Linked DNA regions of Zea mays: region 2 is linked to region 1. A link is a contact called in public Hi-C data. All regions are on one chromosome and are shown on one strand. Each heading gives the region's core, a stretch centred on a gene start, on an enhancer-like site or on the middle of the called end of the contact. The rest is flanking DNA. Distances are from core to core; before and after follow the strand shown. Region 1 holds the start of LOC100191893. Region 2 holds the start of LOC100192678.

Region 1 (3,009 bases), core at 258-2,757:
ATGACATCAGGATGCAGAAAACGCTTAGCAAACCACCTGAAGAAGGGACATGAGTTCATTCTTCTGAGATGTGACAGAATATGATGGAAGACTAACAGCTGCGCATAAGGGCTGTCGAACTTGCAGCTACCATATATAACAGATCAATGTACTTTCATAAAGTTTACCATTTTGTTTGGTTGTGAGCAAGGATGTGTATGGCCTTATCACTCCACTCAAGATGACGCCATCCATCTACATTTCCATCATAATGGAAGAGCATGACTGCATAGTTTTCCTTCAGAAACTGAAGAAAGCAAACGGTAACAGATCGTATTTAGTGAAGCTCTATTCTCTTTTACTGAACAACATGGTCAGCTAAGCGTAAGAGAAAGGAGAAGCATGCAGACCTTACGGGCCATAGTGTCAATGTTTTTTATTTGGGAGATGCCGACTGCCATGGCGAGGAGAGCACTGTAGTCACTGTTTTTATTCTGCGCGCAGAGTATGGAAGGAAATGAAGTAGGCAGAACAGATAACAAGATGTGAGAACAACTAGTAGTCCAACGAGTAACCGGCACATCATGTTATATGTACATGGATCATGGATGAACGGGATCTTTAGTTGAGGATGGTTTGTTTGTTTGTTTGTTTGTTGAAATTGAGAATGGTTTGAACAAGACGGTAGCGGTGACTCAACGACATGCTTCAGCTTCTACCGGTGACCTATCGCCTTGTATTCTTTATTTGCTATCGATTGACCAGACGATTACCGTTGCCATATGCAAGTAGCGATAATTCGTCGCGAGCGAAGCATGAACTGATCTGTTAGAAGCAGTGAGCAACCAAAAGCAGAAACCAGAAAGCGAAAGACTGTGGGTATAGTACCTTGTGGGTGGAAGCAGTGTCGTCCTCCCAGAGCGGGCGGAGGGACATGTCGGAGTGGCGGTGGACAATCCCGCGCGGCAAGGAGTGGGCGCCGTTCCTGTCGGGGCCCCAGCGAATGCGATTGCGGCTGCGGATCGCGTTATTCTCTTGCGTGGCAGAGGCAAAGCCGGCCTTGCCGAGATCCACCTGAAGATAAGATACAGCAGCATGTGTATTATCCCCGGGTTGAGAGCAGCGGGCGAGGGTGAAGAAATAAGCGAGAGAGAGAGCTAAAAATGGAAAGACGGGCGTGGACGGAGGAGGGAGGGAGGGAAGAGGGCGACCTTGAGGTGGTGGTACTGGATCTGGAGGCAGGCGAGGAGGACGAGTGCGACGACCGCCGCCACGACGCCCCAGCGGCGCGGCGGCTGGTGCTTCATGTCGTCAAGGGCGGGGCCGGCGGAGAGCTTCGGGGCTGGTCTGGTCTGGGCTGGTCTTCAAGGTTCTGGAGGGAGGGTTCTAGTTCTTTCTAGAAGGTGAGGAAGGTGGCGCTCCGTCTCCGCAGGGGAGAGGGGCAGGGGCCGGGGACGAGGAAGAAGAAGAGGAAGGTCCCCCTGTCCGCAAAAATTGCTTGCATTGGGTGCGGTCGCCGGTCGGTCCGTGATGAGTGAAATGAACCCTACCCTCTGCCAAACTGCCCAAACACCAAAACCACTAGTACGCACTGTACCTACTAACAACAATGTTATCATCGTTTGCTTTTCTGATATCGTATTCAGATTCAGAGGAAGAAAAAAGAAAAGGGAAAGCGATCACTCCCTTGTCACTACCATTTGTATCATGGGCTATGTCATTCTCTATCGTATTTACTATTTTAAACTCAACTCTACTACTATTTACTATCTAAAACGATCCTTACGCCATAAAGGAAGGGACAGAAAATTAGGCAATTCATTTTTAATATAGATCTATAATCCTAAACCATTTCTTCCTTTATATTGTCAGTTGTTAGATTATGTTTCAGACAACTTCACCAACTAAAATCGAAAACAATTTTACTCTACAAAAAAGTTGGTTAAACGTTTCAGATCCACCAAGTCTAGATTCACCCAATACAAACAAATGTAGTGACTAGATTCGCCAAGCTTGTTAAAGAAGTTTAATGGAGCCGATATATCTCTACCAACACTTATTAGATATATACCGATTCGTTATTTTTCATTTACGAACTCTACTTCCTAACATCGTTTACTTCGCTCGCTTGCATCAACCAGCCGTGCCCCACCCGCCCTCATCAGCTCTCCCTACTCGCGTCTACTCCGTCCTTGCCCCACTTCGGTCCACTCTCTTTCTCTTCGGCCGCACGCATGGTCATGCTTGCTAGTAGAACTAAATATTGATTCAGACCGGCTTGGATCTTGCGAGTTTGAGTTGGCTTGCTAAGAAACCGATTCAGAGAGTTAAATCGGCTCAGTTTGTTGAGTTCAAACCGTATGCATATAAAAATCAATTTCTAGTTAATTTCAAATCAGTTTAACAACAAAAATAGTAACTATAGCTCACGATTTTACGGACCACATCAATTCAACACCAAGTTAACACAACCACATCAATTCAACACCAAGTTAACACGGCTCACTACTCATCAATTCATTACAAATTCATAATTCATATACACGTTAGCTCATGAGTCGGCTCGTTAACAAACAAAGTTGGTTCATTAACAAATCGAGCCGGTATATTAGCTTAGCTCGTAAAAAATTTCAAAGGTACCGAGCCAAACCGACGAGTATTTCATCTGGCCCTACTTGCTAGCTCCGACCAATTCTCACCCTTCGTCTCCCTCAAACCATACCCAGAGAAAGAAAGAAGAGTTCCATATATACACCAATGCAATATTTTATTTAGGCCCTGTTTCATATATACTTGTCTAGTAGAAGTATTAAATATAATTTAATTATAAACTAAATATACATATTAGGATTAAATATAATTTATTTAGGCCTTCGTTTAAACTTAGTCTTTATAATTACAGTTTTATAGTTAGACTAGATTTGATAACTGTAATTGACACTCAGACATTAAATTTGAACATTAAACTTCAGACCAACCAAACACCCCATAGTATTAAATTACCTTTGTATAAATCTGAATTGCAGAAGC
Region 2 (3,009 bases), core at 206-2,705, 190 kb after region 1:
CTCTTGTTGAATTTGTTCATTCAAGATGCACCCTGACTGGTTGTAATTTGATGTTTTTTCTTGTTTTTAAATAAGATTTGATAAATCTCGCAAATTCTGCTTGCTTTATTCCAACTTATGGATCATTTTATCTTTGCTTTGAGCCAAGCCTCTTTTACTTAGACCAAATGTTAAAAAGTATATCAACATCTATACGTCCTATTTTATGGAAGGTTTATTAGATGCTGGTCTGTTTTCTTATATAAGATTATGCTTTAAAGTTGGATAAATTTGATTTGAAATAAGGCTAGAGTGCTATATGATTCGAAATTGGAGATATTTGGTTTGAAGCAATTCACTTGGTTGGATTGGAGGAGCAGTAGCAGATGGTCTTTCACTTGGAGCCTGGTGTGCATGTGCATCCCCGTCCTCTCCAGTCCTATCCTCCTGTCCGATGGCTGCAAGTTCCTCCCCTTCTAGCCGGAGCCTCCTCGCCACACGGCCCCTCTTCTTGCCGTTGAGGACGAGGAGGTCGCTTCCACCCACGTCCATCCCGCCTCGCCTCAGCTGTCTCCGATCTCCTTCTGCGTCCTCCTCCCCGTCGGCGTCGGCATCGGCGTACAACGGCTGGGCCGACCTCGCCGCGGCGCCCGACACCCCTTTTCCCTTCCCCCTATCCTTCCCGCTGCAGCCCACCACGCATGGCCTCCTCGTCCTCCTCCCCGCCGCCGCCATCGCCCTCTCCCTCTCCCTCGCCCGCCTACCTCCCCTCCCCCTCCTCGCGGCCGCCTTTACCGCTGGATTCGCAGCCAGGCACCTGTCCTCCTCAGCGCAGGCACAGTCCCCCGGCCGCCTCTCCGCCCTCCTCGCCGATCTCGACGCCCATGCCCGCGCCTTGAGGGAGCAGCTGGTCTCCGACGCCCACCCGGGTCTCCTCGTCCAGGCCGTCGATCGCCTGCGGGATGCTGTCGCCGACGCCGCCACAGTGGCCGCCGAACAGGGCGACACCGGCCGCACCATGTCAGACGCGCTCGGACCGCTCGGGGAGGTCGCCGACTATCTCGGTGCCTGGGCTCGCCACGCCGTGCGGGACCTCAGCCTCAGCCCGCCAAGGAAGAAGCCTGCAAAAGGCAACAACAGTTCAGATGTTCAAGCCGCGGCCAATCCCAACAACCGGGCTGCTCAACAGCAACAGGAAATTGGGAGCAATAAGCCCGTGGACTCTACTCTGCAACAGCAGCCTTTTGCATTTGATCCATCTGCAGTCGATGATGCAAATGGAAGGCCGCTTGGCATGTTGCAGTTTGACGAGGATGACAATGGATCCAAGGATGCAGGGACCGGTGCTCAGGCCACGCTGGAGAGACTGGTGTCCAAGCACAGGCATCGGCGTGACCCTGATGGCCCCCCGTTTGAAGGCAGGTTTTCCGACGAGTCATCATCTTTGCTGGAGAGGACGCTTGAAATCCGGGACAGGTCCTACAGGCTCAAGATCGGTGTGATGAGCGAAGCGCATCCTCCTGTATATGGTGACGATGAAAGCGCCGCCAGTGCTGCTGATTCAGATGGCGAGGAGTTTAGCCGAAACGTCAAGGAAGCTGCGGAGATCCTGAGGAAGGCCAGGGCATCCATGGCTGACGAAGAGACCGCAGACGCACTGCTGTACAAATCAGCTAGGCTCCTTTCCACAGCTGTGGCTTTGAGGCCAACAAGCCTGGTAGCAGTGGGTCAGCTAGGGAACACGTACCTCCTCCACGGAGAGCTCAAGCTCAAGGTTAGTCGCGAGCTGAGGACACTCTTGGCCAGCAGCGGCGCCTTTCTGAACGGAAGAGAGCGTGCTCCACGGTCCAGGAAGGTAGACAGGAGGATGGTAAGCAGAGAGAGCATCTCATCCGCTCTTGTGGATGTATGCGAGGAATGCGAGAGCCTCCTTGTCGAGGCCGGCAGAAGCTACAGGATGGCCCTCTCCATCGATTCAGGTGACGCCAAGGCATTGTACAACTGGGGGCTGGCACTTATTTTCCGGGCACAATTGCTCGCTGACATCGGACCGGTATGATGAAATCTTTGCTCTAGGAACTCAAGCTGCTTATATAATCGATACATCATCATGCTGCAGGAAGCAGCAGCCGACGCTGACCGGGTGTATCTAGCTGCAATCGACAAGTTCGACGCCATGTTGTCGAGGAGCAACACTTATGCTCCAGAAGGTTTGGTTTGACAAGAATGCTCTGTCGTTAACCATGTGTTTTTAGTATTATTAGTGACGACGAACTGTTGCAGCTCTCTACAGATGGGGCACTGCGTTGCAGCAGCGCTCCCATCTGCGGCCTCGGAGCAACGGTGAGAAGATAAGGCTTCTGGAGCAGGCGAAGAGCTTGTTCGAAGATGTGCTGTATGTGGAAGCAGACAACAAGATGGTGAGGGAGGCGCTGTCATCGTGCATATCAGAGCTCAACTACCATGGCCGCTGGTTATAACCGTGAGGAGCTTTGTAGCAACTAGCAAGCGAGGGGAGGAGGGCTAATGATAACTTTTGAGTTTTGAATGATGTATTAGCTTCTAGCTTTTTATGCTGACAAGAAGCTCAAACAATATCTTGCAATACAATGCAATATGACCTTTTTTTTTCTTGTATGGAACGTGTGGTTGAATCGATTAATACAAGTGAATGAAAAAGAGCAAGCATCTTTCTTGAAAATCAACATGGTGGGAATGCACGATTGTACAAGAAAAAAAAAAGCCCTCGTTACAAGAAAGAAGAGCCAGCGCTGTGCTGCACTGCTGCTTCCGGGTTCTGCAGCAGCTAAAGCCGCAGTCGATGGCACAGCTAAACCGCAGTAGATGGCAGACGAACTTTTTATTTTTATTATATTAAAACACTAGTTTTAACGGTCGTCTCATATTATTTTTTAAAAAAGAACCTCTTTTATTTGTTTGAAATCAATCTCTGCCTCACCCAAAGGAACAGATGGATGGATAGCCCATGACACACCCTTCCTTTGTATCTCTACTATCTACGGTTCCGAT

What was found. A called contact is a pair of places that touch in the nucleus more often than the background predicts.
Region 2: a contact with region 1 is called in a Hi-C map of ear, with 2.9 times the contacts expected there. The contact joins the promoter of LOC100192678 here to the promoter of LOC100191893 in region 1. A contact is called at or near these places in 16 of 25 Hi-C or Micro-C datasets (bundle sheath, ear, endosperm and 6 more) and 1 of 3 datasets of contacts at active chromatin or transcription factors (seedling).

What each region holds. Positions count from the first base shown.
Region 1 is chr5:67,192,640-67,195,648 of Zm-B73-REFERENCE-NAM-5.0, forward strand. LOC100191893 reads right to left here and starts at 1,508. Exons shown (of 12, transcript NM_001137317.2): 1 at 1,191-1,508; 2 at 868-1,053; 3 at 390-473; 4 at 168-286; 5 at 1-36. The coding sequence starts at 1,286.
Region 2 is chr5:67,387,674-67,390,682 of Zm-B73-REFERENCE-NAM-5.0, forward strand. It overlaps LOC100192678, which reads left to right and starts at 1,456. Exons shown (of 1, transcript NM_001137885.1): 1 at 1,456-2,653. The coding sequence starts at 1,481. The coding sequence ends at 2,038.